Regions from separate parts of the Sus scrofa genome. Here all the other regions are linked to region 1. The links are chromatin contacts, called in public Hi-C and HiChIP or PLAC-seq maps. All regions are on one chromosome and are shown on one strand. The core of a region is the stretch at or near the end of the contact, and the rest is flanking DNA. Distances in the headings are between cores, read along the strand shown. Region 1 overlaps LOC106508008 (a long non-coding RNA gene). Region 2 overlaps LPP (lipoma-preferred partner). Region 3 overlaps LPP (lipoma-preferred partner).

Evidence for each region. A called contact is a pair of places that touch in the nucleus more often than the background predicts. HiChIP or PLAC-seq counts read pairs in DNA pulled down with a chosen protein or histone mark.
Region 2: a contact with region 1 is called in a Hi-C map of fetal skeletal muscle, with 4 times the contacts expected there. The contact joins two enhancer-like sites. A contact is called at or near these places in 2 of 5 promoter capture datasets (fetal skeletal muscle and liver), 15 of 47 Hi-C or Micro-C datasets (blood, brain, embryonic fibroblasts and 9 more) and 2 of 2 datasets of contacts at active chromatin or transcription factors (alveolar macrophages and skeletal muscle).
Region 3: a contact with region 1 is called in an H3K27ac HiChIP or PLAC-seq map of skeletal muscle. The contact joins two enhancer-like sites. A contact is called at or near these places in 3 of 5 promoter capture datasets (fetal liver, fetal skeletal muscle and liver), 9 of 47 Hi-C or Micro-C datasets (blood, brain, embryonic fibroblasts and 6 more) and 2 of 2 datasets of contacts at active chromatin or transcription factors (alveolar macrophages and skeletal muscle).

The regions. Positions count from the first base shown.
Region 1 is chr13:125,402,965-125,407,250 of Sscrofa11.1, forward strand. The region is part of intron 1 of LOC106508008 (a long non-coding RNA gene); the gene reads left to right. Among named protein-coding and RNA genes, the nearest start is that of BCL6, 15 kb to the left of the region's middle. Within about 2 kb of position 2,992, at least 33 of the 83 cell types and tissues checked have an H3K27ac peak or open chromatin away from gene starts, as enhancers often do. A contact at or near this core is called in fetal skeletal muscle and skeletal muscle, where this site is marked.
Region 2 is chr13:125,966,701-125,970,953 of Sscrofa11.1, forward strand. The region is part of intron 2 of LPP (lipoma-preferred partner); the gene reads left to right. Among named protein-coding and RNA genes, the nearest start is that of LPP, 190 kb to the left of the region's middle. Within about 2 kb of position 2,966, at least 11 of the 83 cell types and tissues checked have an H3K27ac peak or open chromatin away from gene starts, as enhancers often do. A contact at or near this core is called in fetal skeletal muscle, where this site is marked.
Region 3 is chr13:125,983,242-125,988,021 of Sscrofa11.1, forward strand. The region is part of intron 2 of LPP (lipoma-preferred partner); the gene reads left to right. Among named protein-coding and RNA genes, the nearest start is that of LPP, 200 kb to the left of the region's middle. Within about 2 kb of position 2,505, at least 1 of the 83 cell types and tissues checked has an H3K27ac peak or open chromatin away from gene starts, as enhancers often do. A contact at or near this core is called in skeletal muscle, where this site is marked.

The DNA.
Region 1 (4,286 bases), core at 1,742-4,241:
CAAATTTGGGTTTACAGTGGAGAAGTGAGCAGAGTTATGAAAGATTGCTGGCTGTTTCCTGGGATATTTGGGTTCTTTCCCTAAAGTCCGTAAGAAGTTCAGATCTGTCGTTCAAAATGTTGCTGTTAGTGCAGCCCCCTTTTGAAAAGGCTGTGTTGGGGTTTTTAGAACCAGGAGAGATCCAGAGGGGCTGATTATTTTCCACAAGGGCTGGAGCTTAGGAAATATGCATAAGTGTCTGTCCCTGTGAAATCTGAATATTTTAATACTTATTGACAGATGGATTACTGCAGCCTCTGCAGAAAAGCCTGTCTTGTGAAGGATTTTTGAAAAATATACATGGGCCTAATCCTGTCACTGTTGTCGAAATGAACATTTTACCCCCCAAAGACTCATGATATCCTCAAGTGCAGATTTATTTCGCCAGAAGGCAGACTTTTTTTTTTTTTTTTTTTGGGTCTCCTTCCCCCTCATAATCAAAGAGTTTTAAAGGAATCCCACTGGATTCAAAATGACACCCCGATTTTGCCGATCTTCTTTGTGTATTTACGCGGGTGATAATTTTTCTATCGTTTTTGAGTAGTAAGAAATTTAGGGTTTCTCAAGTGTTATCTGTATGGTTTAGAATGTGAATTGTATGGCCCTGCCCTATTATTGATTCTACAGTGAGATTACTTTGGGGTCACTCTTCTTGTCAAAGTTGCCTTCCAGCCTCATTGGCTCCGCCGCCACTCTCCCCTCCCCTCCCCCCGCCCGACCGCCCGCCCGCCGCACACACAAAGCATGTCCCTCCCGCGTTCTCTTTGCCACTCCAGTCTTAGCCCCATGGGGGCGCTGCAGAGCAAAGGGAAATGTCCCTCTGGCAGTAGAACCAACCAGAGTGGGGGCTGGGAATGAATTCACCCTTCTTGAAGCTTAGTTCTCTTTAATTCTCTGCGGGGAGCCCTTGGAGGGAGACCCCACCAGGCCAGGTTTATAGATAATTAATCCCACCACCAGGGACCTCAGACTTTCTCAGCACATTATTTTTGGGGCGGGTGCCAGAGTCTCACATTTTTACTACTGTTGGGGGCGGGGGCATTTGTTTCTTTTGCCAAATTAAAGTGTTTACCTTGAAAGAAATTTATCAGAACAAGAGATAAGTTAAAAATTATGGAAAAGATGTTAACGCTACAGATTTACTATAGATATATCTCTTCTCTCTACTGAGTGAATGGTGAGGAAAATTGTGCACCCACTTTTCAATCTTGTTTCAATTCCTAGGCAAATAAGTAACTTTATCAAACTCTATATCGATTGAATATCTTCTAAAATGTCCTGTCTTTTCTCATTCTTGATCTCTCCCCATTTAGCCAGTTGGCTTCTCTATGTGGTCCGCGCTCACTCCAGCAGGATTAAAGAAAGGATTGACTTGAATATATTTAAATTCTTTTAAATCATCCTTAAGAAGCTCTATAGAGAGATTCCATTTCTGGGGTCTTAGGTGTGATTCCTGTGGACTTGGAGGAGCTATGTATCAACCAGTCCTGTGATTTAATGGTTACTGACTTTTAATACTCAAGAGTACAGGACCAGACCAGCCCCTTTGCCTGGTGGCCTGGGTGGTCTGGGCATAGTAAGAGGTTCTCAATCACCAGTTCTGAGTAAAGATAAGCTTTGTTACAAAATAAAATAGCTTGGCCCTAATATTACTTCTAGTTAAGAAGAGGAACAGATTTTTGCCTCCAGTTCCCCTCATGAAACCTTGCCCACAGTTCAGTCATCTCTGAAAAGGAAACTATACTTGGAATAAACACTGTCATGGCCTATTTCTAAGGGGCTCCAAACCGGAAATGAGTTTCACCTGTCAGGAGCTTTTGGCACCTTGGTAGATCTTTAAACTTTCACATCACAGAATTATAGATTGTGGAACGGGAAGGATCCCTGCAGATCTATGACTCAACTCCTGGAGGCTTCCTTCTTTCAAGAGGACAGGACAGCCCTCACTGAGGCATGTGGGACCCCAGGACACAACTGAAAACAGATCTTTGTGGTGTAATGGTTTTGTGTCATTTTAGAGAATCAGGGTGATCTGACTACCTGGATTTGGAGGTGAGTATCTTGTTTTCTGGCAGAACTGAGGAAAGGAAGGCTGCTTTGGGCTCTGTGTAAATCGTAAGCCAGTTCTCGGAACAAACTTCAAGTCCCGATGAATATTGGGCTTGGAGGGTCATTTGGGACTTGGTTATGCTTGTCACCCCTGCTACAGCACTCAACACTATTTGTGAAGGATAAGGGAGATCTTATTTATCCATTCGTTTTATTTCAAATCTTTTACTTAGAGCTATTGTAAGCGAGCTCCCTATATTATCTTTAGAGAAAGAAAGAAATTTTCTTGGTATGATTTAGAGAAATTGAGCAGAAACTTTTGAGACATTAAAAAAAATAAGGAAGATGATTTCCAGCCACTACCTTCAGAAAAAGAAGTGTCAACGTTTAATTTTGATCCATATGCTGCCTGCTTTCAGCCTGTATTAATTCTGAGCCTTTTTTTTTCTTTAGAAACCTTTTCAGCCTAGCTCAGAGTTTTCCCCCAAAACACTGATTTTTTTTTCCTACACTTTTCTCACTTATTTAAAATGGAAATAAATATCAGGAGCTTAAAATAGAGAAGCGATGGGGGTGCATAATCATTTGTTTATTGCCTTCAATCACTGTTTTGAATAACAGGGTTTTCACTTCCTATGAAACCTTAGCATGAGGGAAAGCAGCAGCTGGACCAGGAGGGAGATGCAGGGAGGAAAGCACTTGAGTGTTTGTCAACTCAGGGTGTCTGGCCCACCCTCCCGCCAGGCTGCCTTACTTAGCTGTCTTTACTACCTAAGGCTAGAAGTGGAAAAACTTGATTTGCGTGTTGTGCCTGCATTTTTTTTTTTTCCTTCTCCACACCGCCCTCTGTACACCTGACCATGCCAAAGCCTATCTGAAGCCGGCTTGACTGCAGGCAGAGCTGGAGAGCAGAAGAATGTGCAGAGGGAGGGAGTGCTCGGTACTTTTCCATTCACATCTCCACAGTGGCTTTTCTTGTTTATTTCAACCTCCACCCGCAGAACCCTTTCAGCTGCCTGAAATCCGAGTCATTAAACTGTTCCCTGAGGTCAGACCACAGATGCTTGGTGCATGTTTCCTACGTGTCCACGTCTATGTAACATATGTACATACAGAGAAATAGGCACAAACGTGTAACTCCATGGGGGCACAGTGTGAGGTAAAAGAAAAACAAAACAAAACATGGATTTCTTGCCAAAGAACCTTGGTTTCTAATTACGGTTCTGCCTGGAACTCCTTATGGGACATGGGGCGAAACCACGTGTCAGGACTCAGTTTCCTCAACAGTTTGAAGGAGTAACCCAGATGTTTTGTAGGCTGTCTCTCTATTCTAACTTTTATACTTTTATAGCTAAATACACATTTAGATAACTTTAAGGTGAGGGGGGCTGGAAAAGAGGCAAGTGTATATGTGTCCCTGAGGTGAGAGAAGGAGTTAAAATGTAAACTTCTAAGTAAAGAAGGCACTCCCAGAATCCTCACCTCTATCAATTTTTAACCAATTGTGGACCAAAGTCTGGGATTCTGCTGAGTAAGTCCAAAAGCCAACTGAAGATTTTCAATGTTAAGAGCTGGAGGAAGCCAATTCTAAGACGTTATACCTTTGATCTCCAGCATTTATAATCAGATGTGACAGTTCCCAAGCATCTTTTCTGCACTATGTTTTTTGTTTTTTTTTTCCTTCTTTTTCTGTTTGTTTTTGGAAATTGTCCCAGTCAGTGATAGGACTTGTAAGCTGGACACTCTTTAAGCCGCTAGGCTCCACATGGATGTAAAAAATATGTCATAATAGTCATAAACACACACACACACACACACACACACACACACACACGAAGAAAAAGGAGGGAAAAAAAAAAAAACCTAGAGAGAGATTCCTGGTGAGAAACTTAGAAGTACTTCAGCCGTCATCGCATTAAAGGTAATTATTTGAAGTCAGAGGAAATAACAGATGAGAAGTTTGCCCTTATTAAAATAAATAAATAAATAAATAAGCCTTGCTCTACCAGAACAAACTTGAAGGCAATGAAAGAGATATTTTCCATCAATACTTTGTATCCTTTTTAGATCTCCACTCTTTAAAAAGAAAGGTCTAAGGCCTGCTTATCTGGACAAAGAAAGTCCTTTAACAGACTTTGGCATCTGCAGGAAATAATAAAGTAACTCCTATTTATTAAACGCCAACCTCCCCACCAACT
Region 2 (4,253 bases), core at 1,716-4,215, 560 kb after region 1:
GATGTTTCTGTTTCTCTGCAGTAGACTGAGCGGGCCTGTCCAGCCAATGGCTAGGGATTGAGACCGTGTCCACCTGACAGTTTACCACAGCATCCTTTAGGCTGTAGAACTGGACCTCCTTGCTCCACTGGGGACTAGGAGTCAGATTTTAGGCCCCCCACTGAGTGTCTGCACTGCAGATTTGTCCCTTGTAAAATTGGCATGGTAATTCTAGTGCATCTTCACTCAGAGGCATGGCTGCTTATCCAGTTTATAGTCCATGCTCTTTGCTTCTCCTCACCTTTTCTTTATGTCTCTTCCTTCTTGTGTATTTAGTCATTCTGGTAAATAGCTTGATGGATTGGGAGAAGGTTGAAACTATTTTGGCTGCTCTGGGGAGTGTGCACATCCAGGCTGGTGATGGTCAGAGGAGGCATGATGTGTTTGAGAAGGTACTTGACCCAGTGTCAGAAAACCAAGGTGTAGACCAACCTGACTTAAGAAGCAATTACTTAGCACCTACCAAGAAAGGTGGCTTGCTAAGACATTGAAGGAGGGAGCTGGCAGGTATGTGGAGGTGAGTTTGATTCAGGGCCAGCCAAGTCTCAGTGTGATGTGTGGGCTCAGTAATTATGCTTTGTGAGCGAGAGTATTTGGGGAACTCTTTCTAGAGGAGGTTTCTTACAAAACCAGGGACTGGATTTGGCTTTGAAGGATGAATAAATGGACATCAATGGGAGATTACAGGGACCTGAGGGGAAATCTCTGACAGACAAGAATCAGCTTGAGGCAACACTCAGAGGCAGGTGAGTATCAGCCATGCCCAGTAAACTGGGCACGAATGATAGAGATGTATAATTGAGAGAAATCACCTGTTTTCTGGTGGGCCTCAGTCTCATCTGCAAAGCATAAGCTTTGGACAATTTGGTTCTCAAGAAACCTCAAGAACTCCAGTTGGAATACTATAAGATATCCTATTCCACAGCCAGATAAGCCATTCCGCTAAAGGCTGGCAGCTGATAGTGGCAGAGGAGCAGGACCCAGAACTTAAGTGTCCTGTTTCCTATTTCAGTGCTCTTCCTACCATTCCATAGAGAATTATGATATGATGAGTGGATGGAATGACCATTATTATTCTAGTCTTTAATGTATGAAATGGAATTTTGAAATTATCTAAGATGTAAAACATATATGTAACCATCATACATACATGTTGACTCTTCCACCAGAGAGGTCCAGCTTCTATAAAATGCTGCTTTCTTCCATTTTGTCCATGTGGGCTTTGCTTTCTTGCCTGAAGGACTGGCATATTTCCCTCCTCCTAGGAAAGCCTTCTTTCTTTACCCCTTGGCTTGGAAGCATTGCACTTTGTTTTATAATTAAACTTTATTTTGTATTGCCATCTTTTTTCTTTCTTTCTTTTTTTTTTTTTTTAATTTTAAGGTTGTACCTGCTGCATATGGGAGTTCCCAGGCTAGGGGTTGAATCAGAGCTGTAGCTGGTGGCCTACACCATAGCAACAGCAACGTGAGATCCGAGCTGCCTCTACAACCTACACTGTAGCTCACAGCAACACCAGATCCCTGACCCACTGAACGAGGCCAGGGATCGAACCCGCATCCTTGTGGATACTAGTCTGATTCTTTTCTGCTGTGCCACAATAGGAACTCCTGTATTGCCATCTTTTTATGTTTCCTTTTATCCACCTCCCCCAACATACACATATTATAGGGGTTCTGAATCTAAAGACAACTTTATTCTGCTTCTCTGAATTCCCTTTAGCTCCTGGCACAGTGCCCTCGATATTGTGCTCAATAAAGAAGCACACAACTGTGTTCTTCAACGGTTTTCCCTCTGTTTGTTCCTTGTTTTTAAGATGGATATGACACTTAGAGGCTTATAGAATTTCAGAACTGGAAAGGAACTTAAAAACTCTGTATAGTTGAGCCCCTTCCAGGGAAGAAATAGCTTACCTGACTTTATCTGCCCAATTAGTGGCCTGAGAACAGTGTCCCCATCTGACTAAGCAGCAGAGGGCTGGTTGGACCTGAACTCTTGCTCACTGCTCGGCAAGCCTTGGCCAGGTTCCTTCTTTCTATGAAGAACGTTAGTAATAAAGGTGGTACCCAGGATGCTGCTGCCATGTGAGGCAGATGGAAACAAGCAGATGTTTAATGGGTATCTGCTATGATATACCATGTGATGGGCACTTCCACATAATTTAGCTTGGTCAGTCATCATAAGCTAGGATTCCCACTCCTACAAGGGAGATAGGTTGTAAACAGGACATTTAGCTAAAACCCTTCCCTTTATCCTCTGAAGAGTGCCTGGTAGTGGATTGGTGCTTGCCTCCTGAATGTGGGCAGAGGGTCTGCAGAGTGGTATTTCCTGTTCTAAGAGTAACTTATGGGGAAGACAGATGAAAGCCAGCTGAGGTTGTGGTCACAATTGTGTTGGCAGGACCTGTGTACTCCCAGTGTAAGAGAGGACTTGATTCTTCCCCTCTCCTCCATATGTGCATCTCCGAGTCTTTGGAGAGCTTCGACTTGAGCGTCTCACAGTTGGGGGTTGGTAGTATTGGCCTGTACTTGCTCTCGTTACACCTTACTCCCTTCTCTCCCCTACCCTACAGCCCCAACTGAGTCTGTTTTTCTCACGCCTATTCATTCTCCTCACTCTGCCTCCTTCTCCTGAGTTAACCCTGGATGGCCTCAGGTCCTGATGTCTCTTCAGTGGCAACGTCCTCTGTACTGGACTGTGAAAACCCTGGCATGGAAGATGATACACAAATCTGTTAAATACATAGTAAAAATAGCTTGTGATCTATGGGACTCGGTATTAAGCAAGATGATATTAACGAGGTTTGAGTGCTGTTCTGAAATGTGGCAGCTGCGCACGCATCTTGGCTGCTTTCCTCCCTACCTCTGGCAGCTTGCGAGCAGTGTTGCCATGACACTCCTTGGGCTCTGTTTAGATCAGCTATTTTCTGAAGGAGTCCCTGACCTTCCCCACAATAGAAACCGTTGATGTGGTCATGCCAGTGCCTCTCCAGAAGCTGTGTGACTGGTGGGCCCCCAGGTTGTGACTTGGAAATTGCTGGAAGCTATTGGTGAGGACACAGACATTGAACATTTAGGAAGCAAGAAAGACTTTTAAATATCCTCTAGTCTCCTTCGTTGAGTGAGCATACTGAGGCCCATTGAATAGAAGTGACTTGCTCAAGGTCGTAGCATGAAGTAGGGACAAGGCTGGGACAGGAACTCAGGTCTCCTGAATCCCAATCTACTCTTCCCCTGCCTAAGGGTCCTTTTCAGCCCAGGTGGCAGTGGATGGAGATGAGCCAGGTCTAGGGACATCATTGTCCCTAGGAATGGGTAGAGGAAGTGAAGAGAGAAAAGGGAGCTCTGTGCAGAGGGAGAAAATGGCTGGGGGGTGTGTGGTTATGGATAGTGCAGGGGTGATAGAGACTAGAGTAAATGCCTGAGGTGCCACTCAGCAAAGCCCATCTAAAGAGGTTCTTTCCTAGCAGATTCCATAGACTGGTACATTGAGAAGTAGATGCTTACAGTGGCAGGGGGATAATAAATTCATGTTCTCCATTGCTCGGAACGCCTTCCTGACCTCATGTAAGACTGCTCATAAAACTTCCATTAAGAGCCATTCTTCTTTTTGGGGTGTTTTATTATATAGTACTAATTATTGTTCAGGGAGTTCATGAATGAAATGGTGTCTCCTCCATAAGATCATGGGGGTCCTAGAGATAGGACTTGTGACTTAGATGGACCTTCCTCTCTTTTTCCTCCCTTCCTTTCTCCCTCCTCCCACTGCCCCCTTCAATCATGGCACCTGGAAGAGACCTAAATCATATGTGTTGCACATCCAGTAAATTTTTGTTGAGTTGAACTTAGTGGAATTCAGATGACTTCTTAACTAACATTTTTATTAATTATGGTGAAAATTGGCAAATAATGATCTGGGGGAGGAGTGTTCTCAGCAACGTGGATTCTGTACAGTTTCTTGTACACTCTTGGTTAGCCTTAATGAAACCCAGTATACTGTCCAGTATTATCCTTATTTTACACTGAAGAAACAAAAGTGAAGTGACCTGTTTCAGTTCATTTCAAGTAGTAAATAAATGGTGGAGATTTGATTTGCATTTAGATCTTCTGTCTTCAAATGTTATGATGTTACTTCTACCCTTCCCCAATACTTATGGAAGGGGGGCTATCCCATAGACAGGGGTTTACCCTTCTATCAAGGAGTCTCCAACCTTT
Region 3 (4,780 bases), core at 1,255-3,754, 580 kb after region 1:
TGGGATGCCACCAGCAACCCTGTGGTATTTGGTGAGTATGTTTCAGTACTGTGGCTACTCTATATCAACTCTCTGCCAAGTCAAGGTGCTTTTAAATTTACAGTCACTTTTAGCAAGTGACCTATGACCTTGTGAGGCACCATAATGTGCATGTTGTTGGTTAAACACTACATGGCGTGGTTGCAAAATAACGAGACAGAAACACCCTGGAACATGTAGATGCAAGTAGTAAAGTCATCAGAGCATTGCTTCTTGTGGGGCTGCCATTTTGGCACAGGGAGCAGCACTTCTTCCTAAGCACTTGTTCCTAAGTTGCTTCCCCTGCTCAAAGCATCTTTGGAATCATCTTCAGAGATTGTGATGAGCCATCTTAAAAAGTCATAGAACTATGAGATGTGAGATCATGAAAATACTTACCTCATTCTGAATGTGAGAAAACTGAGGTCCAGAGACAAAGTCTGCTGTGTGTAGCAGAGTCTTTCCCTTCGTGGGAGAGGCATCAGTTCTCAATTACTTCATTAGCTCTCTATGCCCTATATTTTCTCATTCTTTATCTGCTTTTATAAGCTTGTGATTTAATTAGAAAGAAAAAAAAAGAGAGAAACAATCGAAGGGGTGGAAGGAAGTTCCTCTTAGCATTGCTTGACATCAGAGCTTATCTGTAGTGCAGGGAAAACCCAGCCTTTGTGGGATGAGGCTTCTTTTGTACTTATAAGACAGTCTCAAGAAACAGAAGTCACTTTGTCAAAGTTTTTAGTTGGTTATTGTTACATCTATTATAAAATCTGGTGTGAATAAAGATAAATTTAAAATACATGTTCCTGATTGAACTGTAGACCTTATCTTTCAGAAATAGGATACTGTCAGGGGCAAAGCTACATCCCTGCCAACATTCCTTCCTAAATGTGCTCCATAGGATACTTGCTCCACACGTGGTCCGTTCAGGTTGGGAATCAGTTGCTTTTTTAGCAATCTCCATTTTGGAGACCCTTCATGCACCCTTAGCATGATTAACTCTGAGAAGATTTATAGGTAAAAGCAATAACCACACCGTTCAGGTTTTCTCAAATTTATTTTATCACAGAACCATTTTGTGGCTGATTTCCCAGACCCACGTTCTGTCGAACATTCTTTGGATAGCATGACTTTATTGCTAAAATTCTCAAGGTTCACATCAGTGATCTTGTAATAATCTTGTGTGAAATATGAAGTTATTTGAGCTAAGCTATAGATCTTCACCTGCCCTCCCTCTCCATAGGAGAAATTACAGGTTTATTTCAGGATCAAACACTTTTCAAATGAAATGTTGCTAGGAGGAAAAAAAAAAAGCAACCCTTTTAGAGCCTAATAATTGCAGAAAGAAGACAGTGTTATACCAGCCAAACTCAATTTTGTGAATTAGGGCTTTAGCTTGGAGAGTTGTTCCTGAAAATAGCTTGTTTTTAAGCAAAACTTTGTTGGCTTTTGGTGGTGGACTTTTTCACCATCAAAAGCATGAATATGGGTGATTTTAAATGACGTGTTTCTTGCATTCAAAACCAGGGATTATGGAGTAAACAACACTTTCTTTAACTTTTCTGAAACAGTTGGCTTGACCATCATGGCATTTTTTTTTTTTTTTTGTCCTGTTTATTTGGGATATTTCCTTTTGTTTTTTTGTTTTTGTTTTTGTTTTTGTTTTTTGGAGTGCTGGAATGGCCTTTGTCAACCTTGTCCAAGCCTGCACTTGACAGATGAGGAAATAGAGGCCCAGGAGGCTTTGGTGACTCTTTACTAGTTGGTGACCAACTAGAGCTAAAATCAAGAACTTTCACTTCCTTACTAAAGCTTTTCTTGATTAGATAGTAGGTAGATAGATAGATACATGTAACACAGATGATAGTTGGATGCCCATAATTAGAAATTCTTTTACTTTTACTCACGAGGTAAGAAACCCTCCATAGTCCCTTAACCAAGTTCTTTTTTAAAAGAACTTCACTCACCTCAGGCCAGTTCTTTGATATTATTCACTTGAGAAATTAATTCACTTTGATGGGAAGAGATAATTGTGAAAGAGAGGATCATGCTGCCCATCTTGATGTCTTATTTCAAGCTGAGAGATTCATACAGCAAGACGATGTTAAATTTTTCGACCTAAGAAGAACTGGCTCATCATCAATAGCTGGAACACTCTGGCTTAGTTATACATCATTGTGTGGTTATTTCTCTCCTCTTTCCCTCCTCCTTTCTCCTAGTTTTGGCCTTTCTTTATGCATTGCCCCTGTCTTCAGCAGAAGGGCTATCTTGCTTCAAAGACAGGAAGAAAGCTCAGATCCAAGGAAGACATTCCTTCTGCTAGGTTTCTCCCAGCTGTAGCAAAAGCAAAGTAAAATTTGATGCCTTTGAGTTTGTTCCTTTAGGTAGAAGGATTTGACAATTAGGAAATTCCCCAATAAAAAGCTGCTATGGGAATCTGTAGTCTGGGGCTAGCGGTAACTGTGGTGTAGTATCATGTGAAAGGCAAGGCCATTAAACTCAATAGTGGAAAATATGAGTTCTGGGCTGCACTTCTCTCCTACCTAGCTATGGGATCCCGGGAAAACCAAAAAACCTCTCCAAGCTTCATTTGACCCAGTCTTCTCATCAGAACCTGGGGAATCATGATTCTTGGAGTTGTGTTGATTAAATGAAATAATGGATATGGAAGGCTTTATAAACTATAAATCACCCTATAAATGTGTCAGCATATTATTGCAATCAAGTAAGCAATAATAATAGCAAATACATCCACACTGCTGCCTTTGAGCCAGGTACTGTTTTAAGCCTTGACGTCTATTAGTTCACAGTTCTGACCAACTCTGTGTGTTAGTGAACAGCACCTGGCATCATAAATCACCAAGCCTGGCTGCTTACCTGGATCAGCTGCTGATTTACCAATGGTTGTGGGCACATTTCTCCCTTCCCTGGACCTCAGTTATACTCTTTGTAAAAGAAACACTTGGACTCTGTTGAACGTAAGGGCCCTTCTATTCTGGCATTTGAGATTCTGTTTGGTAGGTTTTTTTGCCCCTCATAGGCCCAGGCATAGATCAGTAATCAGAGCTCACATTTAAACCGAGGGCTATCATCATCTTAACCATTTTACGAATGAGGACACATATAAGCACAGAGAGCTCAAGTAACTTTTCCAAGGCTGTGCAGCCAGTAAGGGTACATCAGAATGATGGCAGCTAGATTGGGAGAACTCTTCAGCAACCCCAGGTGTGTCATGTTTTCAGACTTCTCACCTAATCAGCTCCATGATTATCATTTAGCTCTTTAGGTTTTTGGTGCTTGTTGTCATTTAACTCCACAATTAGATTCCCAGTGTCTTGATTGCCGGTAGTGCTGGAATGTGTATTTCCAGTGTCTGATGCAGGGTTTGGCAAGTGGTATAGTGTCTCTTTGTGTGTGCACAATTTTTCTGCCCAAACTTAGATTCTTTGAATCCTTTGGGGAGGCCAGCCATTGGCATCTCTCAGAAGTGTGTTAAATGACCTTTTCACATAAAAAGTTGGTTAAAGTTGATGACTCCGGACAAGTCTCCACATGGGAGACATGTTTCAAGTGCGGCCCATTTGTTTTCTGCATGGCGTGCATGCTCCAACTTTTTCAGGGCTGCTTAACTTGAAGACTCTTTTCCAGAGTCTTCTGGGTGCTTCACCTTGTTTTGGCTTTGCTGTTATTTAATTTTTCTGAAGATCTGGTTTTCTTGGGCTCTGGAATACAACCCAAGATTTGTGGCTCAGTTGCATCTGGGAAAGAGTCACACCCATTGAAATTGGGAGAAAATTGACTTTTAGAGCCCAAAGAAATTGACACAAATCTTAGATCATAGACATTTTCTATCTCAGACTCTGCCTTCCTTCTTTGTGTGGTGCCATTCCAAGGTGTCTTGGAGGGTTGCCTTTAACTCCTAATCCATTCGATGTACTTATTTTACCATTAACACATCATTCCAGTGAATAGTCTCTCTGATCTCCATAAGTGATCCACTCTCATTCATTTACATATGAACTATGTGATGTTATCTACCCATCATACACAATTGTGATACCAAAATGAACTAGACACAATCCCTGTTTATAAGGACCTAATACTTTGAAGGGGCAGGGGGTCATGATTTCAATCAGCAATTAGTTCTTGGTGCCCACCATGACCAAGCATCAGGCCCTTAACCAGAACTGTGGATACCAGTAGATACCAGCTCTCTTATCACAGTACTTCTGGTCTAGGAGTGACAAACCACTATATTCATAATTTCACAAATAATTATATAATTTTTATTGTGATAGGAGCCACAAAACAAAGGTGCAGAGTGTGGTGGGAGTATTAAACTTTTTTTTTTTTTTTTTCTGGCCTTGTTTGTGGGCAAGGTATGTTTTCCCAAAGAAGTGGACTGAGCCAGGGGAAAATGGACACAGGGGAGCAGGCATGGATGGATACTCATATGAGGTAGAAAATGGTCAGCACTCAGCTCAAATGCTGTGGAAGTTGCTTTGAGGAAGAATTTTTTAAAAGCTGGGTTGATGATAAAATTCCTTTCAGAATATTTTCTTGCTGTTCCCTCTATAAATGATGGGCTTTTGTAATATCATGACCTGCTTTAGTAACTGTAAATTGACTTATAGAAAAAACTTAGGTGTTTTCCTTGCTACTTCCTAAATGTGTTAAAATAATTCATATGTACATCCAAAGTCCTTGAATCCAATTAGTAAGTAAAACACTTTTCGGGTCATTATTAAAATAAATAACAGGTAAA